Linked DNA regions of Mus musculus: regions 2, 3, 4, 5 and 6 are each linked to region 1. Evidence: chromatin contacts called from public ChIA-PET, HiChIP or PLAC-seq and promoter capture Hi-C data. All regions are on one chromosome and are shown on one strand. The core of a region is the stretch at or near the end of the contact, and the rest is flanking DNA. Distances in the headings are between cores, read along the strand shown. Region 1 holds the start of Dgkd (diacylglycerol kinase, delta). Region 2 overlaps Gigyf2 (GRB10 interacting GYF protein 2). Region 3 overlaps Gigyf2 (GRB10 interacting GYF protein 2). Region 4 holds the start of Hjurp (Holliday junction recognition protein). Region 5 holds the start of Ngef (neuronal guanine nucleotide exchange factor). Region 6 holds the start of Ugt1a6a (UDP glucuronosyltransferase 1 family, polypeptide A6A).

What was found. Promoter capture Hi-C pulls out the DNA fragments that hold promoters and counts their contacts. ChIA-PET counts read pairs in DNA pulled down with a chosen protein or histone mark. HiChIP or PLAC-seq counts read pairs in DNA pulled down with a chosen protein or histone mark.
Region 2: an RNA polymerase II ChIA-PET map of memory CD8 T cells shows a contact between it and region 1, with 42 read pairs. The contact joins the enhancer-like site here to the promoter of Dgkd in region 1. A contact is called at or near these places in 2 of 39 promoter capture datasets (the HPC-7 cell line and maxillary cranial neural crest), 1 of 115 datasets of contacts at active chromatin or transcription factors (memory CD8 T cells) and 1 of 9 other capture datasets (liver).
Region 3: an RNA polymerase II ChIA-PET map of memory CD8 T cells shows a contact between it and region 1, with 13 read pairs. The contact joins the enhancer-like site here to the promoter of Dgkd in region 1. A contact is called at or near these places in 5 of 39 promoter capture datasets (the HPC-7 cell line, cranial neural crest, embryonic stem cells and 2 more), 7 of 115 datasets of contacts at active chromatin or transcription factors (craniofacial prominence, embryonic stem cells, large pre-B cells and 4 more) and 3 of 9 other capture datasets (adipose tissue, liver and macrophages).
Region 4: a contact with region 1 is called in an H3K4me3 HiChIP or PLAC-seq map of embryonic stem cells, with 3 times the contacts expected there. The contact joins the promoter of Hjurp here to the promoter of Dgkd in region 1. A contact is called at or near these places in 7 of 39 promoter capture datasets (3T3-L1-derived adipocytes, the HPC-7 cell line, embryonic stem cells and 3 more), 1 of 15 datasets of contacts at CTCF or cohesin (the NIH/3T3 cell line), 1 of 484 Hi-C or Micro-C datasets (embryonic stem cells), 3 of 115 datasets of contacts at active chromatin or transcription factors (bone marrow-derived macrophages, embryonic stem cells and large pre-B cells) and 2 of 9 other capture datasets (adipose tissue and liver).
Region 5: a promoter capture Hi-C map of embryonic stem cells shows a contact between it and region 1, with 2.6 times the contacts expected there. The contact joins the promoter of Ngef here to the promoter of Dgkd in region 1. A contact is called at or near these places in 3 of 39 promoter capture datasets (cranial neural crest, embryonic stem cells and liver), 1 of 484 Hi-C or Micro-C datasets (embryonic stem cells), 7 of 115 datasets of contacts at active chromatin or transcription factors (astrocytes, embryonic forebrain, embryonic hindbrain and 4 more) and 1 of 9 other capture datasets (embryonic stem cells).
Region 6: a contact with region 1 is called in an H3K4me3 HiChIP or PLAC-seq map of pro-B cells, with 4 times the contacts expected there. The contact joins the promoter of Ugt1a6a here to the promoter of Dgkd in region 1. A contact is called at or near these places in 2 of 115 datasets of contacts at active chromatin or transcription factors (pro-B cells and stem cell-derived neural progenitor cells).

The regions. Positions count from the first base shown.
Region 1 is chr1:87,851,165-87,854,954 of GRCm38.p6, forward strand. Dgkd (diacylglycerol kinase, delta) reads left to right here and starts at 2,123. Exons shown (of 30, transcript NM_177646.3): 1 at 2,123-2,292. The coding sequence starts at 2,137. It overlaps Gm19582 (predicted gene, 19582), which reads right to left and starts at 3,135. Exons shown (of 2, transcript NR_136921.1): 1 at 2,807-3,135; 2 at 2,183-2,694.
Region 2 is chr1:87,376,020-87,379,809 of GRCm38.p6, forward strand. Gigyf2 (GRB10 interacting GYF protein 2) reads left to right here. Exons shown (of 29, transcript NM_146112.4): 7 at 2,953-3,064. Among named protein-coding and RNA genes, the nearest start is that of Kcnj13, 17 kb to the right of the region's middle. Within about 2 kb of position 2,167, at least 15 of the 459 cell types and tissues checked have an H3K27ac peak or open chromatin away from gene starts, as enhancers often do. A contact at or near this core is called in memory CD8 T cells, where this site is marked.
Region 3 is chr1:87,416,135-87,419,924 of GRCm38.p6, forward strand. It overlaps Gigyf2 (GRB10 interacting GYF protein 2), which reads left to right. Exons shown (of 29, transcript NM_146112.4): 15 at 684-850; 16 at 2,954-3,045. Among named protein-coding and RNA genes, the nearest start is that of Kcnj13, 23 kb to the left of the region's middle. Within about 2 kb of position 1,942, at least 7 of the 459 cell types and tissues checked have an H3K27ac peak or open chromatin away from gene starts, as enhancers often do. A contact at or near this core is called in memory CD8 T cells, where this site is marked.
Region 4 is chr1:88,275,612-88,279,401 of GRCm38.p6, forward strand. Hjurp (Holliday junction recognition protein) reads right to left here and starts at 1,968. Exons shown (of 8, transcript NM_198652.2): 1 at 1,763-1,968; 2 at 1,608-1,674. The coding sequence starts at 1,858.
Region 5 is chr1:87,508,422-87,512,211 of GRCm38.p6, forward strand. Ngef (neuronal guanine nucleotide exchange factor) reads right to left here and starts at 1,941. Exons shown (of 13, transcript NM_019867.2): 1 at 1,672-1,941; 2 at 824-966. The coding sequence starts at 1,778.
Region 6 is chr1:88,132,741-88,136,530 of GRCm38.p6, forward strand. It overlaps Ugt1a6a (UDP glucuronosyltransferase 1 family, polypeptide A6A), which reads left to right and starts at 2,069. Exons shown (of 6, transcript NM_145079.3): 1 at 2,069-2,195. The region is part of intron 1 of Ugt1a10 (UDP glycosyltransferase 1 family, polypeptide A10); the gene reads left to right. All of the region lies in intron 1 of Ugt1a9 (UDP glucuronosyltransferase 1 family, polypeptide A9), which reads left to right. All of the region lies in intron 1 of Ugt1a8 (UDP glucuronosyltransferase 1 family, polypeptide A8), which reads left to right. It also overlaps Ugt1a7c and Ugt1a6b.

The DNA.
Region 1 (3,790 bases), core at 873-3,372:
TTTACTTAGTGCGTGTGAATGGGCATGTGTGCTATGCACAAGTATGTGGTTCAGAGGACGATTTGTTTTTGCTTTGTTTTCATTTCCACCATATGTGTTGTAGGGATTGAGCCCAAGTCATGGGCCTTGAGAGTGAGCACCTTTCCTTGCTGAGCCTTCTCACCAGCCCCACAATTACCTTTTAAAAACCCACCCTACAGATACTGTCACATTCTGAGGGCCCAGAGGTCAAGACTTCAGTAATGATTCATGGGAAACTTCCTTCGGCCACATACACTCTGCCTCTCTGCCCATGCTCTACTTATGAACTTCCCCCAGGCCTTGACTTCCTGGGAGACCAACCCTGTAGTACCCAGACAGAGGAAATCAGTTGGTCTGAGTTCACATCCTGCCTCCCTAGCATCCTTAGGGGAGTGATACCTGAGACTTCCATGGCAGGGGCTCCGTTTCCTTTTGGTTCGTGGGGTATGGCTGAGGGCTGTGTGTTTCATCCTGCATGCACAGGAGCTCAGTATGGGCAGTTGTCACTATCAAGTGCTATAGAATCTGTCTGTGTTAGAAGTACATACACTATGGTAGCTGCCAAGCCATATGAGGCCATTCAGTGCTGCAAATGTTGACTAGTGTCACTGAGGAACTGAAATTTTGTTGTTTTTGTTTTCTTTGAGACAGGGTCTCCTCTGTGTAGCCCTGGCTGTCCTGGAACTGAGTCTGTAGATCAGGCTGGCCTTGAACTCAGAGATCTGCTGGCTTTGGCTCCTGAGTGCTGGGATTAAAGGCGTGCACCACCACTGCCCAGCTTGGTTCTTTTTCTTTTTCTTTTTCTCTTTTCTTTTCTTAAATGTCATTCTTTAGCCTAGGCTGGTACTAGTTAATAGGAATTTAAATATAAGTACTTGTATGTAGCCAGTGGCTACAGCATAGGTGGAGTGTGTCCTGGTTCATCCAGGCATCTCAGATCTTTTTCACAAAAGTCATCCTCTGTACTGGTTGGGAGGTCAGTATCCTGGCCTCATCTTTGTGCCAGATTAGGAACCTCCTGTGGTTCCTGGTGGTATCTGACTTGTATTGCCACTAGAATGAGTTGTCCAGTTGTCCAGAGGCCCAAAGCTTGCTGATTGGTGGGTCTCCAGCAGCAGCCTCTGAAAGGGTGAAGGGATAGCCAAGGTGGTCCTCTGCTGACTTGCCTCTTAGAGCAGAGCAGAGCAGGAAGGTAGCACATTGTCCTGGTTGGCCCCAAGTCCTTTTCCATCTCAATATGCCCAAACAAAACAAAACAACAAAAAAACAAAACTCCAAACGGAAGCCACTCCTTTTCTAACTGCATAGGGTCCTCCTTTGGCTCAGAGTTCATTCTGCTATGTCTCTCTAGTACCCCATCCCTCCCTTCTGAATCTCAGTTCCCTTCTCTATCTCTCAGCCCCAGCCAGTAATTCAGAGTGCCTATTTGCCTTAATACTTCATAGATCCTCCGCTTTGTGACCCAGCCAGGCTCAGCTTATCTACCTCTTTACTCCCCCAACTCCAACCGGGTTTCTTGCTGCCCTCAGGTCTCAGCAGAAAAGGCCAATCCCGTATCTGGTCCTCAGAGCCTCGATCCCAAAGCTCTCCAGTTCCTGTCCTAGTCCCATTTTCCTCCCTCTAAGCCCCTCTAAATCCCTTCCTTCCTTTCTTTTTTCTTTTTGCCTCTGGGCCTTTGCACAGATCTAGCCTCTGCCTACAACACGGTTCCCCGGTTCTCCATCTTTCCTTAACAGTGGCCTTAACAGAAGTTCTCCCTCTGGGTGTACTTTCACGCACTCTGTAAACTGTTTCACCAACATAGTCCAGCGGCCTCCTAGAGATCACTTACACTCGGGTATGAGTGATAAAACAGTGTACTCAGAGACAAAAACTAGAAATTGTGTTCCAAGAAGAAAACGACAGAAGACATCAGAAGGAAAGAGATGGGTCAGGCCGAAACAACCCAGCAAGGGCCCGGCAAGCCTACGTCTGCGCCCACTGCCTATGGGGGCGCGGTGGGGTGGGGCGGCCGGCCTCTAGGCCCCGCCCCGCCCAGGCTCCGCCCCAGGCGCTGGGCCCATCCCATCCCCGCCCCGCCCCGCCCCCCCGCGGCGCGCGCGCTGGCCGGGCAGCATGGCGGCGGCGGCGGGCGCCCCTCCGCCGGGTCCTCCTCAGCCACCTCCGCCGCCGCCGCCTGAGGAGTCGTCCGACAGTGAACCCGAGGCTGAGCCGGGCTCCCCGCAGAAGCTTATCCGTAAGGTGTCCACGTCGGGCCAGATCCGGCAGAAGGTGAGCCCGCGGCGTCGGCCGGGCGCGCGCCCCTCACGCCGCGGTCCCTGCCGAGGCCCGTGACCGTGTGCGAGCGGCCGCCCAGGCCCTGCCGGGCCCGAGGTCCTGCGGTCGCTGCTACGGGGCCGAGCGCGCCGCGGCTTAACGGACCGCGGGGACCGGGCCGCGAGGACGGGGCCGCGGGGACCGGTCTGCGGGGACTGGGCGCAGGTGGGCGCCGCCGCTGAGGAGACCGAGGCCCGGCGTGCTGCTGGGGCCGCTGCGGGGACCGCTGCGGGGGCCGCAGGCGCGTGCTCCCCGAGGCCTGGGGGGTCTGTAGGTCTGAGCACCGGGTGCAGCTTCCCGTACTCACCTGCGTCAGGCTCTCCCTCCACTGCTCAGCCCGCTGCGGGGTCCTCACCCCTATGTTCCGAAAGGGAAGGGATGCGCGTGTAGTGGCCGCTTCTCCCTCTCTCCCTCCCTCTCTTCCTCCCTTTCACCCTCCTCCCTCCTTGGGAAAGCCGGGACTCCTCACCCGCTGGGCTCAGAACTCTCTCCGTGGAGAACTCCAGCCGCTCGGGTTGCAGTGCAGAGAGACACATGCCTTTTTGTTGTCTTTCCCTAAGAATAAAGTTGCACCCTTTGCTTTTCCTTTCTGGTTCCTCTTGAAAACTGCGTATGGTTTCTTGCCGAGGTGAGCCCTCCTTGTTGGAAGGGCTTCCTCAGGCAGGTGGCTGGACAGGTGGTGGCTAGCAGGTTGCCACCGTGGGGCAGCCTTGGCAGTTCCGGCTGGCACGGGCTTGCTCATCCTGCTGCAGTGCGCTTTTCCTCCGAGGCCAGTTAGTTACCCTTTACTGGAAAAACCATTTCTTGCTTGATCATCTGCCACCCTCTGTTACTTGCCGGGGTTGGGGATTGGGGTGCCATTTAGGTGCTGACGTGGTCCATTTGTTATGTGGTACCCAAGTCATTCAGCACACGGGACCTAACACCTGTGTTATTCTAGCTATAACAATTACAGCCCCAGGAACAAGTTTAAGGAGCCTTGATACTAATGGAAATGCCCTTTCCTAGTGCTTGGTCCTTAAGATAGGTAGTGGTGTGAGGCAGATCAGACTCTCTGACTGAGGGGAATGGTGAGTGAAGGCCAGGATCGCGGTGGGGACGGTGGACTCCTCCGAAATTGCATTGAGTCCAGAGTTTTATTGGTCAGGAGGTGTCTCCCTGCCTTTCCTCTGGACAAAAACAATAGCTGCTATACCAGCTGTTCTGGTTGTTGTTGTTGGTAGGAGTGACAGTTGTGGTGTTAAAAATACACCCGAGGACTTGTGTTCTGAATACATTCACATCTGCTGTACAGATAGCTCAAGGCTGATTTTTCTTCTGGGTTGCTAGAGCTTGTTAAGAAGTGGGAAATAAGAAGTTTACTGTGTGCAATAACTTCCCTTTGTAGCAGAGAGGCCATTCACAAAGATTTCCTGGTAATATGTGTGTGGCATATAATGCTAAGTTCCAAATG
Region 2 (3,790 bases), core at 917-3,416, 480 kb before region 1:
TAGGAAGCATATTTTCTCCTTAAAGAATAGGGTAAGCTTTCAGGTAATAGTACAATTCTTCAAGTTGAATAGGCTGATTACATGTTTTTCTGCTTGTTCTTGTGCATGTGAACCACATTTATAGATGACTTAAATGTGGAAAAATCTAGAATCTGGTTTCTCTAATGCTGACTTAGCAGTAAAGCTTCCACCACACAAGCAGGGCTGGAGGTAGTCAGAATTGCAAAACCCAAAATCCATTATATGTATTTTTCTTGATCTCTCCCCCCACCCCCCACCCCCCAGTCTTCCAAGACTTAATGGTTTTGGTCAAGACTAAAATGTTTTTCTCAAAGTGGTTCTACAGAATAGGTTTTCTGGAGTTTACCCCCCCCCCCCCCAAGGGTTTCTCTGTGTAGCCTCTGTGGCTGTCCTGGAACTTACTCTGTAGACTGGGCTGACTGAACCTCAAGAAGTTCACTTGCCTCTGCTTCCCAAGTGCTGGAATAAATACTATTTTTAAAAATTACATTTATGTGTGGGAATGTGTATTTGTGTTCAGGTGGTGTAAGAGACCAGAAGAAGGTACTGGATCCTCTGTAGTTGGAATTAAACAGTTGTAGCCACGTGGTGTGGATACTGGGTGCCAAACTCAGTCCATTCAGTTAACTGCTGGACCATCTATCTAGTCTGGACAAAATTAATCTTGAAAAAGGAGAGGATTTGTTCCTTATCCTAAAGTCACTGTTGTGGAGGAATATTTTCGCGTTAGAGTAGTTACTATTAAATTATTTTAGGATTTTAAATAAAATGTATACATATTCTGAATGTAGGGCAGAGGGAGAAAGCTACTTAAACTGTAAGTTGACTTTAGGTTGACTTAAAAGTAATGAACCTGGAAGATAACTTTGTGATTGTTAGAGTTAAACTGTAGTTTTCACTTTTATTTTATAGACAAAGTGGATACTAGTCTAGTCAAGAGAATATCCTAATATATATTATATAATTTTTTTCAGTATTTTGTAAGAGTCATGGAAGTATTCCTGTAATCTGAGTCAGTTCCTGATAGGTTATGATGAAGTGCATGGGTACTTGAATTCACTTGCTTCATTGGATGTTTCATTCAGAATATATTATTTTCGGGTTAGAGGTGTATTTTTTGTGGTAGAGCTTTTGCCTAGCATTTGCATTGTGCTCTGTTTGGTACCTAGCACCATACACAAAATAAAGCTTTATCATTTTCTTCTGATCATTTTGATCTATGGGAGAAGTTAAGTTTGGGATAGCTGCTAAGGTATTTTTTGTTATAAATGCACCCCAAACTCCCATGCCTCCTCTAGTTTCTTCATTTGTGTCAGTACTGTTCACATGTTCATTGAGTAAACTACAGAATGTCCAAAGCTGAAAGTGCGTGCTACATACATATCTGCATGTGTCTCAGTCACTCTTAGCTGTGCAGCAGTATGGACAACATCACAATATCACCCCCCCCCCCCACTTGAGTATGCTTTTGTCATTCAGTAGCACAGGTCTGAGTTAACATTAGTGCCTTAGTTATGTGGATTTGTATTGTTCTGGGATGTTTCATCAGAATTTATTTAGCCAACTATTATTAGGTTGTTTCTAGTGTTTTGAAATTCAAGTGTTCGTTTTCATACAAATATGTGTCATGCCTTATTTAACAAGACGCGAGCCTCATTAGGTTATTTTATTTTCATTGATATATGAACATTATAATTTACACAGGCTTATATGGTTTAGGTTATTTACTTGGTTTGGCCTCCAGATACAGTTAAAAGACAATGATTACAAGATATATGCTGTTGCTTGTGGTATAAATGGGATATTGTTTTATAGTAAATTTAAAATAAGTACACTTGAAAATATAATATATCCTCAAATAAATAACTTTTCATTGTCACAATCACATACTGTGTACTACATGCTGGCAAATATGCCATGTTTTTAAGTGACTGGCAGTTCAGTAGATTTCTTTAGACCAGCACCATCACAAATAAGTCTCTAGTTACTTCAGAGTTTTCAACTCCATTATAATGTGGTTGAACAGTGAGTGGTTATAGTAAGTCTTATCACTGGTTGAAACTGTATGCATTGCATGATGGTTTACATACTTGTGAGTGCCTCCCTCTCCTTCCCTTTTGTTCTTTTTTTCTTCTTTCCCTTTCGGTCCTTTTCATCTTTCTTAGGCTTTTTGAGTCATTCTTGATGTAACACAAGCTGGCTTTGAGCTGTCAGTTCTCTGTTTCAGCCCCAAATGCTGAGATTATAGGCATGTTCCACCCCACTTGACTCTGTAAAAATGTTTCTACTGGGATAGATTCTGAGCAGAGTCACAGGTTGATAGTTAACCAGATGGCCTTCATTAGAAGCCTGCTAACATTTGATTTGCAAAGCTTTTAAGTCCCTATACTCCAACTACTCTGCGGAATGACTTTAGTGTTGCTAATTTTCCTTACCTCAGTGAAGGATTCTTTTTATCCTGTAAGAATATAGTTCGCAGTCCTACAGTTGTTCAGTTCACTTCTGCTATCTTTTTTCTGGAATTGGATAAAGGAATTTTATCGTGATTGACACTTCCTACTAGAGTTTCTCTCTAGAAGTTCCCCATAGTAAGATTTCCCCAGTAGTTATTGAAAACAATCCATGAAAACATTCAATTTATAATGGTGTACTAGCCTTGGTAGACGCCACTGTGGACCTCGTCACTGATGAGTTTCCTGTTGGTGCTGTGTATTGTTCAGGACTGGGATTCCTTCACGAGTGGTTGGTTTATTTTTTTCATACCCCAGTTCAGTTCTATCAGAGCCATTATGTCTTGCTAAATACTTAAATGTGGCCGTCTTGAAGTGTACAGAGAGATAGAACTTCATAGAGATTAACCTTCAGTGTTGAACATACTTGTTGGATGTTGGTTTCTAACTATTTCCCCTCCCCCTGTTTTCTTATTTTCAGGCAGAGGTAGAGGTGAATGTGGTTTCTACCAAAGAAGTTTTGATGAAGTAGAGGGTGTGTTTGGGCGAGGAGGTGGCAGGGAAATGCATAGATCACAGAGCTGGGAAGAAAGGTAACTAAAGTGTTGAGATTGTAATGTAATTAAGCATTTGCTGGTCTATAAAACTCACCCTAGTGGTATTCTATAGGACTTGCCTGTGTGCCAGTTATTTGACAGGCTGAGGAAGGAGATTCTGGAGTACTGGCTATCCTGCACAATTTAGCAAACTTCTGAACTCAAAATAAAAATGGAAAAAAATGGCTAGGATTCTAACCCATTGGTAGCTCTCTAGGGAGGTTCAGCCCTCAGTACTCCAAACAAAACAAAGCACACCGCGTTCCTTTCATGAGTGGTACAGGGTTGCGTGTTCCTGTGATCCTAACACTTGGGAGGCCAAGACAGAAGAATCATGAGTTCCAGACCAAAATGGGCTGCATGGTGTGACCTAGAGAATCACAGAAGTTGGGTGGGAGTGTTGTCTCCTCTCTAGCCCCTGGCCTTCCCTCAAGAAAGAACATTTTGAAAACACAGAACTTATCCCTTTTCTGCTTTTCCTGAAATTTCTGTACAATAAAACATAATATATAATTCTTACAGTTAAGGATGAGCCTTGATCTCAAAATAAGGGTAGAAGGGTTAAGGTTGTAACAGTGGTGGCTGTCTTGCTCAGCACCCTGAGGTTTAGTACTCAGAACCACAAATGTGGGAAAATATTGCCAAGGTAGTATATATAACATGGTCTGTAATGTTTCCAGGTAAAATAATAATATTCTAGTCATTGGGAGCTAAGGTTTGGTA
Region 3 (3,790 bases), core at 692-3,191, 440 kb before region 1:
ACCCACTCTGGCCTCTGTGACCAGCCACATATGTGGTACAGAGACATTCCTATAGGCAAAACACCCATTCATACCTAAAAAAAATTTTTAATGCTAAAAAAATACTGAAAATTTGTCTCTGTTCTGTAAGTTTTTATGTTTAAAGTGCTCAACTAAAGAATGCTATTTTTTTCTCAAGGCCAGATTTGGTCTAGTTGGGTACATTCATTGCAGTTTGCCTTAGTTCAGTTGATGATTGCTTTTTACAAATCACTAATCTCCAACAGAACATAACAAATGTAGCCCTGAGAATTTAGTGATCATATCCAGCACATGCTATCAGCTCGTCAGTGTATTTTACGCTCCTGATGTGAGTTGTTGCAGAGGGCGAGACGGTTATTCTGCGTATAGTCATTAAAGCATTGGTGACAAATTTGAGACGCGTCAGGCTGGAGCTTGCTCGGGGGTGAGACTCAGCAGCAGGGTACTTGCTGAAAATGAGTAATGTCCTGGCTTAAACTCCCAGCTTGGGGACACAACATTGTGCATTTCAAAATTTAATTCCCTTTGTATCTAATTTTAAAAAATCTTATTTGTTACTTTTTGAGGTAAGCTGGTATTCTATAAAATTTTGAATGAACATGAGACTCAGGGAATATACTTATTTTTGAGCCTGACAGCATTCTCACTCCCCTTGTGTTTAGGTCCCTTTAACAATCAGGAGATGGCCGAGTGGTTTCAGGCGGGCTATTTTACTATGTCTTTGCTGGTGAAGAGAGCATGTGATGAAAGCTTCCAGCCCCTTGGTGATATCATGAAAATGTGGGGAAGGGTTCCTTTCTCTCCAGGCCCAGCTCCCCCTCCTCATATGGTGAGTATCTTCCCACTTGCCTGAGATTCACAGTAGACACAGGAGTACTTGTTTCTCTTTGAATGACAACCAGGGTTGCAGTGAAGGAAGAAAGAATGGTAGTTTCTCTTTCTTTTTCTTTGATACAGGGTTTTGGCCTGGAACTTGCTCTGCAGACCAGGTTGACCTCAAACTTGTGGTGGTTCTCTTGCTCCTACCTAAGTTGCTGGGATCATAGGCATGAACTACCATACCCAACCTGGTAGTTTCATAGAAGTAAATTGAAATGATAATGGGCATTTTTGAATGGGAGAATTGTATACTGAACACTAATGACCTTTTCAGAACTTACTGTGCATTCATCTATATATACTGTATAAAATCTGTCGGTGGTTTTCTAACCAATAAAGAATGAGACCAATATCTTATCCTGACCTAACCTGTAGGTCCTTTATGGTCTGACTCTCTCCCTTTCATAGCTCATGTCAAAGCTTTTATCTTCTGTGTTTCAAAATGGCTGGCCTCTGAAAAGTTCTTATTACTTTTACTTAGAATGTACACTTTTCCTCTCACCTCTATCTCCTTCTTATTTTCTGGCTCATAAAATTTCTTGAACTTGAGGCTTATCCAAATATAAGTGCCACTTACTGTGTTAGGATATTTTGAAGGCCTAATCCTTTGGCTGGGAAAATTTTCTCTTGAGGCTGGCCTTTCTCAGTTGAGTTGCTAGTAGAGGTTGCTATGTGTGTGTCTGTCTATGTTTTTATTAAATTGAAGCAAGTAGTGGTTGTCCATTGATAAAAGTGATACTATTTAATTTACCATGAATACTGGATTTCTGCAGTAACCTGATGTTGACTTACACAGCTATACTGAGGCTACCAGTGTTATTTTCACGGTAATTGTTTGATAGGTGGCAGTGAATGTGCTGTATCCTCTGTTATTAAAGGATGAGACTCACTGGCTTGCTGGCCATCATACTTTCTCTTCCATGATTCATACATTATTTTTGAGAATTGTTTCTTTTCAATCACAAGAACAATTATAGTGAATCATTACTTGAATTTACCTGACAAGTTTGAGCCTTATTTCCTGTCTTAAAGTTGAAATGTGACTTTGATGTGTCAGGAGCTAAAAGCTGCTCGCTTGGTTTTTGGCATGTTCTCACCCCTTGTTTTCTCCAGTCACAGTCTGCATCTCTTTAGTTGAAGCTGTACCTAAGCCTCGGTCTGTACCCTTCAAGGGGAAACTTTTGGGAAGCTCAGGTTGCTTGTTACCTGCTACCTCCTTCCTCAAAGCACTGATAAGAGAGCTGACTTTCACAAGCAGAACTCTTAAAACCCAGCTACTCGTGTGAAGTGTTGACTAGACCTTACTCCTGATATCTCTGAATTTAGGATTCTTCCTGCCCTAACCCATTGTATGTCAGATGCTTTATTCCAAGCTATAATCAGTAAGCCAGAAAAATACAAGTTCATATATGGTTTGCCTAGGGGTTAGTCTGTTATCTTAGGTTTTTATTTTTATTACTATAAACCTTATATTTTCTTTGCCTCTATTTTAACTTTACAAAACTAAAATTTCAGCCATCTTCTTTGAATTATTTTGAAATACAATGAAAATACTATTAGCCTGTGTTTCCACCTTCCAGTGTATAACTAGCGTTAGAAATCCCTAATTTGAGGGAGGAGTTCTCATCCTATCAGCTGTTAGGTCACTTTACTCTTTTTCATGTTGTCCTGTTTCTGTGATTTTTATGTGATCTTTAAAACAAGCCACCAAGATTTAGAGTGCTGGGTAATTTCTCAATTACAGTAACAGATTGGTAGATCACAGTTCAGCTTTCAGTTTGAAGTAGTGGATGACAGTGCTGAGTAAGGACTGCTTGTGACTTATGTTGGTAATGCCACCTCATACCACTAGGTGGCATTGCTTGGTTTTTTAAGGTAATGGGGTTTTTAGTTAAGGGTTTGAAGGGCACAAGTTTGGAGTAGGAAGCAAAGGTCTTGCGTGTGGTGTGCTATGTGTGTGCGTGTGCATGTGTGTAGGTGTGTATACTCGATGCTATGTATGCTCATTGCTGTCTATCTCATGGTGCTTCTTCTTGTACCTCTTTTCCCTCAGGGAGAATTGGACCAGGAACGCCTGACCAGACAGCAGGAACTCACTGCCTTATACCAGATGCAGCACCTCCAGTACCAGCAGTTCTTAATCCAGTAAGAGAGTGATGCAGTAGGATGCACTGCAGCATCAAAAGAACCTGACATAGAATCTGCTTCAAGTCTCACCTGTTAGAGTGAGAACTCAAGGCTTCTGTGATTCTTGAGTAGCCTACTAGTGACGTGTGTGCCACTGTCCATCTCATTGTAGCTTGCCTTTTAATTCTAGATTCCAGAGAATGGCATCTAATTAGGTTTTCAGGGTCTTTAGTTGCTGAAGAAAGAGCCAGACAATCATTTTATTGACTAAGTACTTTTTGAGGGGCACAGAGAAAAAACAGAGGAGAAGGTAGGAAGAAGTTAAAGAGTTTGTTGTTAGGAATGGTGTAGAACAACGACCAGCTCACTAAGGTTGTTATCTTACGTGTGTGTGTGTGTGTGTGTGTGTGTGTGTTGAGATATTTAACCGTATAGCCCCGACTGCCGTAAAATTCATGTTCTGCAGCCTTAGTCTCCTGAGCACTAGGCTCATGAAAAAGAAGTATTATTTGTGCAGGTAGATGGATTGACACTGTCAAGTGTTGGTAGCCTGCTGCCTGTTTTAAGCAAAACATTATTGGATCATATGACTTAGCTGTCTGTGACTGCTGTTAAATTACAGGGGAAGAACTGAGCAGTTGCATCTGTAAACCTAAAGACATTTTCTGTTTGCAACTTTCACAGCCACCAGAAAATGTTGCCCAGAAATTTCCACGCTGAAACAAAAAATCTGAGAAAATTTTGTAGAAGTGATTTTAGTTTT
Region 4 (3,790 bases), core at 718-3,217, 420 kb after region 1:
GTTACTTAGAAAAATGGTGGGTCTGGAGATTTCAGATTATATTATTATAACAGAAACAGAAAAAATAAATTACACAGCACCCTCTATGCTCCAGGTTTTAGCAAGGACACACCGTTTCGTATTTGCAACCCGTGTGGCATGTAACTCCCATACCCTCTTAAAAGCCCACAGGACAGACTTACCATGTCCACTGTACAGACAGATATGCGAAGAGGAAAGTTCAGATGACTAACCCAGCTCTCTGCTCATGAAGTGGAACCAGCATGTGAATTCTGGGAGGTCTGATAGCACTGACCACTGTGGGACATGACCTTTCCAGAGGACACTGATGCTCAACTACAACGGCTAAGTCAAATCAAGGCTTTGCTGAATGGCCCTCTCCGTGGAATTCTACATTTAATCGCATAAAGTGCTAATGTTGCATGTTTGAAACTGAACTCTACAATACGTGCTAAGTGCATGCCCAGGTGAACTGTCAACACACACAAATGATTCCCTCCTGTTCTCTGCAGTTAGCTCTCTGCTCCAGTCTCCACCTTAAATCTGGACTTCAGTCTACTGCATGTTAGGAAAGGCCGCGCCAAAAACGTGTCTCTCAGAACAATCAACAAGATGAGGGATTCATGGCAAGCTTGCTAGGACATAGATTTGTTAACCGACAACTGCAGCCCTAGGTGTCTATGTGTTGGCCAGACCTCAGGGAGGGCTCTTATACCAACTTGTATAGTCTCAAACTCTTCAGCAACTTCACTGTTCTCATATAACTGACATCAGTTATATATCACTGACAGAATATATCATTGAAGACAGATGGGCAGTCCAAAATACTCCAGACACTGCCTACCCCTTCACAAACAGCCGCAAGAGCACAGAAAAGCCAAGAGTCAGACAGCACACTTATGGATTCCTATATTGCTGTGTCCTGATCCCATCCAGAGAAAAGCAACCTCTTTGTAGAATTAGTTCAGTTTCTGCTTATTTAAAATGCTTACCCAACACGTGCCCTGAACAGCCAATAAGACAAAAGACAGACTGCACTTGTAGACCCCTGGCAGACTGTGATCCGAAATCCGATTTTATCAATAAATTCAGACAAACATCAGGGATGGGTCTTAGGGAAGGATACGACCTCATCAAATAACAAACTTATCCCAGTTAGAGAACCGATGAGGTTTAAGGTAGTAAGTACACTCACAACATTAAATAAAATGCGTCAGAGGTGGCAGATAATGGGGACTGTCCAAAACAGATGGGTCTACATTTATACAGCAAAGCCCATGAGAGCGGAGCAGTCCTGGGTGCTGTTCCAATGGCCTGACAGGTACTCTGGTGATGTTATACACAACCATACGGCTTACCCATGATTGTCAACATCCTTATTTTACAGAGTCACTTGTACCGCTAATCAATTAGCTCGAACTTCCATGCCAGGCATTTTAAAAAACCAGGCTGCACTGTGTCTCCAGGCATTTCTTTCAGAGAAATTAAATTGGAAATCAGCAACTCAGGGATTCAAGGTCCCTAGGAGCAAGGGGGACAAATGCAGCATTGCAAATTCTAGGCCCACTGTTCTGGCCCAGTGCCAACAGGAAGGGAGGGCTTCGTACCCTGGGGCGTCTCGTAGGTTAACGTCCTCATCTCCACCAACGGGTCGTCCTCAAAGGGCTGGTTGTACTGCGGGGAAGGGAGAGCTGGTCAGACTCCGGGGCGCTGGATCCCCGCCCACCGCGCCCTGCCCGCCTCGGCCGCCGTCCCAGCCTACCTTCGCTATCAGCCGCTTCATTAACGTCTGGAAGCGGCTACTGCTTTCCTTAAGCTGCTGATGCAGCCTGCGGTCCTGCCGACCCATAGACTCCATGGCGTACGTGGCTCTCTGCCCGGCACTGCACCCGCCCAAGCCCGTCCACAGATCAAACGTGGCGCCCCGCGCGCTAATAGGGTCTTTCAAAAGTATTTACGCAACCGATCCTGCCCGCGTTTCCGGCCGCCGCTCCCAGGGAGCACTTCCGGTGGAAACGAGAAGGGGAGGGACGAGAGGGAGGGTCCGCCGGAGCGGGTGGAACATGCGCATTACTTCATGCGGCACTCCCGCGTCCCCTAGAGGCTTCTGGGTGAGTTGCCTGTCAAGGCTCCTTCCTGGATCTACCAATTTCCCAGCTCTTGGGAAGGCTTGGGGAAAGCCAGATCCAAATAACGGTCCTGAAAGGAGTCTGGAAAGCCAGTGTTCAAAAACAAGACGCGTGTAAATGTGCTGAACGATATTATAAACGTGACAGAATCTGTGATTTTTATCCTAGGGTTTTAAAATAAACTTTCTCTCCCATTTCTGATTATAGGCTGTTTCTTGATTGTTATCTTGTTCCTTGAGGGGGTAGGTAATTTGGTGTCCATTTTATGAGGGCATTTACTTCGATTAACATTTTAGAACATTTTCAGAATTTTTGGGAGGGGTTGTCTTCTGGCAGAGCTGGGGGATTGAACCCCACTAGTTGGTTTTACTGTGACTTCATAACAGCTACATTTGTTTGCGGGTATTAACGTGATTATCACGATATGGGAATTAATGGAATCATTACTGAGTATCAGGAAGTCCCTTGAGGTGCCTCTCTACTTCTCAGCCTGCCCCCATAATCTTTTCATGCTGTCCCATTGAAACTGAGGGAGGGAAGAAGAGCTTCCAGGCTCATAGACTGTGGATGCCCACGCAATGTATTTGCAACAAGCGCGGAAGTCTCTTTCAAGATCCTGGGCTTCTGGGAGGGCCGTCGGTCGTCCGACTCTCCTGGGATTGGATGGCGGTTGCCTCATCCAATCTGTCCCTACCCCAGTATGAACCTGTTGCCTGTGGGGATGTGAGAAGGTGTTGCTTCAGAACGTTGGTGGTGGCGTCAACTAGATATGCTGTTCTGTCTCCTGAGCACCTCCAAGCCTTCCCCATCCTGATGGCTGAACTTCTCTGCACTGCAAGCTTAAAGTAAAACTTTCCTTCCTTATTTTGCTTTTTGCTAGGTGTTTTCTCACATTAACAAGAAAATATCCGAGACTCTGTCAATTTACAGATAATTTTGACTTCACATAGATCATTCACGACTACTGTGTTAGAAAGAGGCATTAATAGCTCATCAAAGTATGTTTAGTCAAATAGGCGGAGAAGGTTTCAGAATACTGATTGTCATTGAGAAAAATCAATTAAAGCATTTACATATACAAAACAGAACAGGTAATTTGGCCCAAATACTTATGAAAGTTAAGAGGGACCAAATTAAGTATTAAATAATAATAAATATAATATTGTAATAATAAATCTTACCAAGGGTTAATGATAAGAACATTTAGTAAGAAAGCCCTTCAGGGAAAAGGACAAAGGTCAGAAATTGTCAACAAGAGAGGAGGTGCAATGGGCAGTGCTCTGTCTCAAAACTAAGTTAAGGATGAGCAAGAACAAGGTCTGAGGGCGGACATAGGAAGGTGCCACATTTAAACCTATTGCTTTGTAAGTTAACTTACGAAAGTTAAAAGGGACCAAACTAAATAGTCATGTCCAGTCTAGGAGGTTAGCATAATTAACAACAGCCACAAATATTAACTATCAGGGTGAGCGTGAGGAAATGGATCTCTAACCCTTCAGGAGAGCCTTTGTTATGCAATGTTTCCAGAGGAAAGTGCAGCATGGTGTAAAATGGGCTTTCAAAAAACACACCGTACTTTGATGCCATGGGTCAACATTTTGAAACCTAAGCAATGAAAGACCTTGGCAGGAATTTAGCCTGGGGGTGTTTACAAATCTCTA
Region 5 (3,790 bases), core at 691-3,190, 340 kb before region 1:
AGAATATTTTCAAAGCAGCTAGCATCGTTCCTGGATTAACAAGAACCGGTCACAGGTGGCCCTGGGGATAACAGGAGGAACAGTTTGATGTCAGGAGCAGTTTAGAAGTACAAATGCCTCAAACCTCCAACAGCTCACAGAACTTCCTCTCAGCTCTGGAGGAGCAGGACCCGCTAAGTGCCGTTCCCTAGGACCATCCTGGCAGCCTTTTGGAAGAGTCTTCTGGGTGGGGGGCAGGGGGCAGGAGGGGGGACGCAGAATGTACTCGGGCCTCTTTTGCTTCTACTCATGTGTTCAGGGCCAGCCTTGCTCTACCCAGAGCTTCCCAGTACAGCTTTAATTCCTTGGCTACCTTCCAGGTCCTCCTAGGACCTCCCTGTTGAGGTCAAGGAAGACTTCATTCTCTCTCTCCAGCTACTCCATTCTGGAAACAACGTTTTCTACAGGAAAGGGCTGGACCAAGAGTGTTCTCCAAGAGACATCAAGATCAATACCCACTGCTAAAGCCCAGCATAGAGTCTCAAGCTCATAACCCTGGAACTCAAGTTCTCAGGCAGGAGGTGAGGTCCAGGCTAGCCTGGGCTACTGAGTAAATTCCAGGCCAGCCAGGGTTGCAGTGTGAGACTCAGTCTCACAAACACACCACAATCCCAGCTAAATTAGCTCAGTGGTGCAGCACTAATAAAACTCGGCAGTTCTGCCTAGGAAACCATTAGAACTAGTCATGTCAAAAGCCGCATGCCAGTCAGCCCAGCAGCCAGGGTCCCCTGGAAGCCACCAGGCTCTCATGGTCCAAACGAGTCGCTGCCTGCCCTGGACCCACCTATTTGTTCAATGAGGTTTCTCCAGGAGTCGGCGGGAATGGGATGGATCATCTGCAGGGCCTCCGTGAGAGTGGTGGGGCTGTCGGTGAGGGCTGGGCACTCCTCGGGTGTGGTTCCATTTCCAGGGGTGGAGGATGACTCGCTGCAAGAGAAGGAGGAGAGCGACGGCTGTTTATTTTTAAGCAACGACACACCTTGGCTAGATCGCAAGAGGCGACTGTCGGTCAGCACAAGCGGCTGCTGCCTGGAGGGTACTGCCCCTAAGAGCTTCCAAGCCAAGGGGGGCCACAGTGGCCGCCACGTGTCCGGACCGGGCGAGCCCGACAAACCCTTTTTGTCACCATACCAGGGCGCGACGGGGTGATTCACTCCTACACCAGTCCGCCCAAACCTTCATGTTTTTCGAGCTCGCGGACAGGCGTCGGAAAGTTGGCGTACCCTAGCCGCTGCACAGCGCGGAAGGCCGCCCCAACGGGTCCTGCCAGCCCGCTGCCACCCCACTCCCTTAGCCGTCCCGTGCCCCCTGGCCCCACTCGAGGCTCTGTCCTCCAGTTCCAGAGACTGGGAGCGCAGAGAGGGGCGAAGGGCGGGACGCGCACACTCTGGGCGTCCAGGGACAAGGTGCAGGAGGCCATCCCACGCTGGGACTGGGTGCTAGTGACCTGGAACAGGACGCACGGCTCTCCCAGGGGGAAGGTCCGTCGGATTAGAGTTAGTGGGGGGCAGCAGGAGCCCGGGGGCCGAGGACCCGGATAGGCCGCAGGGGTCCGAGATCATCGCCTAGGGAGCGAGTGTGAGGGAGTACGTGGGGACATTGCGCGGGGGCCGGGATACAGCGGGTCCTCACCTGCCCGGCAGGTGTCCCGCCGCCGAGTCGCGCGTGTCGCTCTCCGAGGTGGAGCTGTCGTGGTCCACGGCGCAGGCGGCGCTGAAGGCTGCAGCCAGCAGCTCCATGGGGACCAGCGACCGGGTAGGCTCAGGGGCTGGTGGGGAGCCGCGCGGGGGGCCCAGGGCCCAGCCGGGGGCAATGCGCGGGCTCTGAGTGAGGTCGCAGCGCGCGCGGCTCAAGCCGGAGCTGCCGCCGCCGCTGCTGTAGAGCGCTCCCGCGGACGAGCGCGCGCCTGGAGGCTCCCGGGGTTGCCACGGCAACGGGGGAGGCGGGCGGGGCGCGCGCGGCGGGGGCGAGGCCGGCGGCGGCGAGGTGGGGGCGCTAGGGCCGGGTGCACCCGGACCAGGGGGCGGTGACTCCCCACATGGACCGGAGCCGCGCAGCGCCTGCCTCCCCCGCGGCCGCCGGGTGCCGGGAGACGCGGGGACAGAGGGAACAGAGCTGCCTCAGCCTATCTCCCCTCTTGCCAGTGGGTCGTTTTTCATAGCTCCGCCCCGGGTTTCTTGAAGGGGAGGGCGAGGCGACCCTCTGTCCCATCCCTTGCCCATTACAATTCAGTCTCCTAGATCATGCTTTGGGAATATATGCCCTCTACTCCCAGTTGGAGAGAAAACAGTTATTTCTCCTGCACTCTTGCTCTTGACTCTCAGGTGTGTGTGTGTGTGTGTGTGTGTGTGTGTGTGTGTGTGTGTGTGTGTGTGTGTGTGAAACCCCCCCACCACCACCACCACTGCAGACGTTTTTCCTGAGTGGGTCTTTCTGCTGGACCAAATCTTTCCCAGCGACCCCCAAACGCTGCCAGGAGGGAGTTAAGGAGAAGTTTCCAGAAACTGCAGTAGGATTTCCCTACCCACAAGTAGATCTGCACCCTACTGTTTGTTAGCTAGTACAGCGCTCAGATAAAACGAGAGGATAAGGAGAGAAATATCTCAAGTCAAGAGTAGTGTGGCCAGTTCTGTAGGTACCTGAGGGTGAGGGTGGGACACAGTGTTCCCCAGCATGGCCCCCTCCACACTCCACCTGTGGGCATTGGTTATAAGGAACCTGTTCCTGGGGGTTTGAGGCAGCTGTGTTTATTGGTTTTTCTGGTATATGAGTATTTTGCCTGCATGTATGTATGTGACCAATGTGTTTGACTGGTACCTTTCAAAATCAGAAAAGAGCGTTGGATCCCTGGAACCGGAATTATGGAATTATTGGAGTTACATGGTTGTGAGCCACCATGTGTGTGCTGGCAACTGAACCTGGGTTCTCTGCTAGAGCAACATGTGTTCTTAACACCTGAGTTGTTGCTCCAGCCTCAAGTGTTGCTTGTTCTTGGATGAGTAGGTGGGAGGCACAGCGGCTGGGACTCAAGAGAAACAGCGATGGCTTTGGGAAGGGAGGGTTGTTTTATTTGGAAGGGGCAATGGTTAGTTTAATTGCCATATGACACAGCCTAGCAAGCAACCACAGAAGAGAGTCTGAAGGAGGGCTTGTCTACATCAGTCATGTCTGTGGGGAATTGTCTTGACTAGGTTAATTGAGGTGGGAAAACCCAGTCTACCTTTGACTGTGCCATTCCCATAAACGGTGTTAGACAGAAAACCAAACCAAACCAAACCTGAGCTAAGTGGTGTAAGCATGCATATGCTCCTGTCTCTTTTCTTGATTGTGGATGTGTTGTGACTGGCTGCTTCAAGTCCCTGCCTTGACTTGAGCTAAAATAAACCCTTTCTCTCCTAAATTACTTTTGGTCTGGGTGTTCTGTCACAGCGACAGATAAGAAAGCAAAGCAGGAGGGATCTGTCATCCCCAGGTTGCAGGAGCTGACATAATCCCCCATCTCTCCCTGACTCAATGTGAGGAGAGGATTAGAGATGGCAGAGAGCCCTCTGAATCTGGACATTGAAACTCACCCGTGCTTTCCTGAGGCACAGTTCTCTCAAGGCCTTATGGGAGTTGAAATACAAGCCTCCCACCCCCTGGGTCTTTTTCCCAAGCCCTGCCTTTGTGATTCCTCCTGGGTGTGACTCCACTCAACGCCTTCCCTTTACAACTCTGGTCCATAGCCATCCTCATCACTACCATCCCGGGC
Region 6 (3,790 bases), core at 819-3,318, 280 kb after region 1:
GTTTAAACTTTAAAAGAACTGTTGGTTTCATCACCAACTTGATACAACCCAGACTCACCTAGATTATCTACTTTGGGTTGGCCTATGGCAGTGTCCATCCGTAGCAGATGGTTCTGCTTGCTGCAATTGATGTAGATCCCACCTGAGAGCGAGAAGCATCATTCCCTGCTTTGGGTCCCTGAACAGCATACGAATAGAGAAAGCTAGCTAAGTCCTAATCGTGCACATGTTCATTTTTCTCTGCCCTTGCTTGAAGATCTTCTGTCTGCTGTTTCAGGTTCTGCCATCTTACCTTCTCCATAAGGATGGACTAGAATCTGACTTGCAAGTAAAATAAGCCTGTGTCCGCTAAGCTTCTGTTTATCAGAGTATTTTACCACAGCAGCAGAAACAAAACCAGGGAAATTCATGGATTTGGTTTTGCCTTTTTTTGTGTTCTGAATTGAGATTTTTCAAGTCTGAAATTGTTCTGTAGGTCTTCTGTCATCTTGTAGGTCCTGGGCCTCTAATTCCTGGGCTTAGGTATCTGAAGGATCTGGAAGGGTGAGTTCCTGAGAAGGGAATTCCTCTACATGGCTGACCTTTTCAGATAGCCCTCAGCTTCTGGAATGAAACTGTCCCCTGTCAACTTTCAGACCTCCTTCCTACTCCAGATGCTAGCTGTTCTTCATTCACTTTGGGGAGCGGCATTTTTACCCATACAGTGTGGTTCTATCCCAGGATCTATGCCTTCATTCCACTGGTGTGTGCCCCAAGCCCCATTTGTTGTTCTTCAGAAATCCCTAGGTTAAAGCTGACCTTCCCCTGTATAGGTAGAAGTAATGTTATGCAAGACACCCTGAGCCTGTATCCTCCCGCTGGACTGGACTGAGCCTCCTGGGCAGCAGGAGGGATAAAACTTAGAAGTGCCAGGCATGCCACATTCCCTTTTCTGGTGCCCAGTACAGAAATACTCCTGACAGCTGCACACCCCCCCCTCTCTCTCTGTGCACATGTACACACACACACACACCAGTCTAAGAAACAGTAGAGTCAAATCTCATGAACAAAGCTTGCAAAGCACCCTCTGGTGATGCTCTGACAGAACCTTGTTGTCCTCTCCTGCCTTCTTCCTGATTTCAACCTATGACCCCATGGACTTGCTGGAAACAAGAACAAGCCAGTCAGTACCCAGGTGAACCTGATTTTCCTAGGAAGGGCCCAGGCCTCGGTAAATTGTGTGTCTGTCATAAAGAATACGAGGGTACAGTTCCTCGTGCTTTCCCCAATTCATGCCAGCTTGCTTAAAGACATTCTTCAGAGAGCTTTTGCTCTGCCACTCAGGAAGGACAGAGCTACAGTGTGCTTCCTTTATGAGTCTCTGGGGAGTGGTTTCTCATTGCTGTAAGCTTGTCTCTTTTCATTCTGAGTCAAAAATCCTGTTTATGTCACAAAAGCCAGAGATCTCAAACCAGACCAGTGCCTCACTGCAATGAACATTAGCAAGTGAACATGTGTAGACAGAGAGACATACTGTGGGACACACTGTGACAGTATTACAGCTTCCATGATGAGATATTTTCAATGCTTTTTTGTTTTTGTTTTGCCTGCTTGTTTATGTGTTAAAGGCAAAGAACAGACACCAGGGGGATGGGTGACCAGTGGGCTGGGAAGCACAATTTGAAACCCACAAAGAATCAATTAAAAGCAAAACAAAACAAAAAACTCCAACTCCCCTCCTCCCTCCCACGCTGATCCTCCACCCCTGCTTGGACTGAGTGGAGTCTTTGTAAGCCTTAAAGAAAGAACTTTCATCTTGGCTATGTTCCTGCTTGCCCTTTGGGGTGGCCCCTTCAGTCCTGCTTTCCTGAGCCCCAACCGACTGGGGTGCCAAGGTTAAGGCAAGTACTGGCAAGCTGGTTCCAATATGCATATGCCTGACAAGGTCTGGGTGAGCCAGTTCCTTGATTCAAAGAACAATTTCCTCCAGGGCAGCCTGATTTCAACATCCATAACTCCCTGGCCCGCCCTCAGCAGTGATTAACAAACAGAACAAATGTAACCCTCCCTCTTTGGTGGTGGTTAGAAAACCCAGAATTCAGATGCTGGCTGATGGTGGCTGACTGGAAACCGACTTCCAGATTTCTTACTCTTGCTCAAGGGCCCTCATCACGTGCTACCTAGAGGCACAGGTCTCTAACCTTACTATCTGACAGGCAAGTAACAGATTATGTGTGGTGAGAGAGCAATACAGAATTTGAAAGATAAGGGCTTTTGTCTTCCTGTGCAGAGCTTCCCAAATGCCTGTTGATTTCATGAGGGGTGGGAGGGAAACCTGTGCTGTTTGTTTGTGATAAGCTGTTGTACTGTTTTCTTAAAGCTTATGCTTAAGGGGCAACTTTTGGAAAGTTTGTAAGGATGGGGTCTGGAACCAGCTTTGAGATTAGAGGGAAGGGCAGAGAAAGGGATTGAAGTTAGGGTTGATTACTGATCAACGGTAATTTAATCAATCAGCCCATCCCCTGTATTTCATGATGCGGCCCCTATGAAAGCACAGAGGGATTGGGTTGGGGAGCTGCCAGGTTGCTGAAGGTGTGGAGGATAGGTTGCACCAAGAACACAGAGAGCGGCCATGTCTCTCCCCCAAGCTCTTGGCATTTCTCCACTGCTGTCTTGTTGCACTATGGGTGCTGCTGCTGTAATGAACCTCTGACTGAGTGATTCTCTGAGTGGTTTGAGCAGAGCTGCTCTGAGGCTGAGTAAAAGAGCCTCTGGTCTGTAGCCAACTCTGCTAAGTGGTTGACTTGACTCATACATGCCTGGTAACACAAGAGCTGTGTGAGTGAAAGTGTGCAGAAGGAAAGGGTCGTTGGTTTTTCCCTTATACACATGTCGAAGGGTCAGCGACCAACTCCTCACAAGGGAGCTGGTTCTGTCTTATCCTTCCTTGAGTAACCTTTTACTATTTGATTGAAAATGAGGCACAAGGATAAAATGGACAGACAGTCCCAATGCCAGTTTACTCACACACAAACTGGTACTCGGAGCCTTCTGTATGCTGGACACTGATCTGCATGCTGCAGACTCAATAGAGAGGAACACTGAGTTTGGTAGAGAGGGACATTAGAACAATGATTGATCCCACCCTGCACATGCTACTAATAGTTGGGAGAGGGATGCATAAATACACAGAAGGTGAGGTAATGATAGCAAGGAAGGGAAGGAGGCCCAGGGCCACAGACTGGGCTGCTGGACCCTGGGCTCAACAGGGAAGGTGTCACGGATGGGACACTAGCAGAACTTTAAAGGAAGTAGGTGATCAGAGCTGACATCGTGTTTATTATGTATATCATCTAGGGGGAGCATCTTAGAGGTTCTAAGGCCATAAAGAGACATCATGACCACAGCAACTCATAGAATGGAAAACAGGTAATTGGGCCTGGCTTACTTTTGAGAGCTTTAGTCCATTATGGTCATGGCAGGAAGCATGGCAGCAGGCAGGCAGACATGGTGCTGGAGAAGAAGCCAGGCATTCTACATCTGGATTGGCAGGCAACAGGGAGGGGGAGACACATTGGGCCTTGGCTGGAGCCCCTGAAACCTCAAAGGCCACCATCAGTGACACCTTTCCTCCAACAAGGCCACATCTACTCCAAGGCCATTCCTCCTAACTTTTTAAATAGTGCAATTTTTTATGAGCCCACAGGGGCCATTTTCATTTAAACTACCAAAAGGAGGGCTAGAAAGCTGCAGACCTCTGGTCACATCAGCCCTGAGCTCTGCTGTCCCTGGAACATGCTTATCATATGTG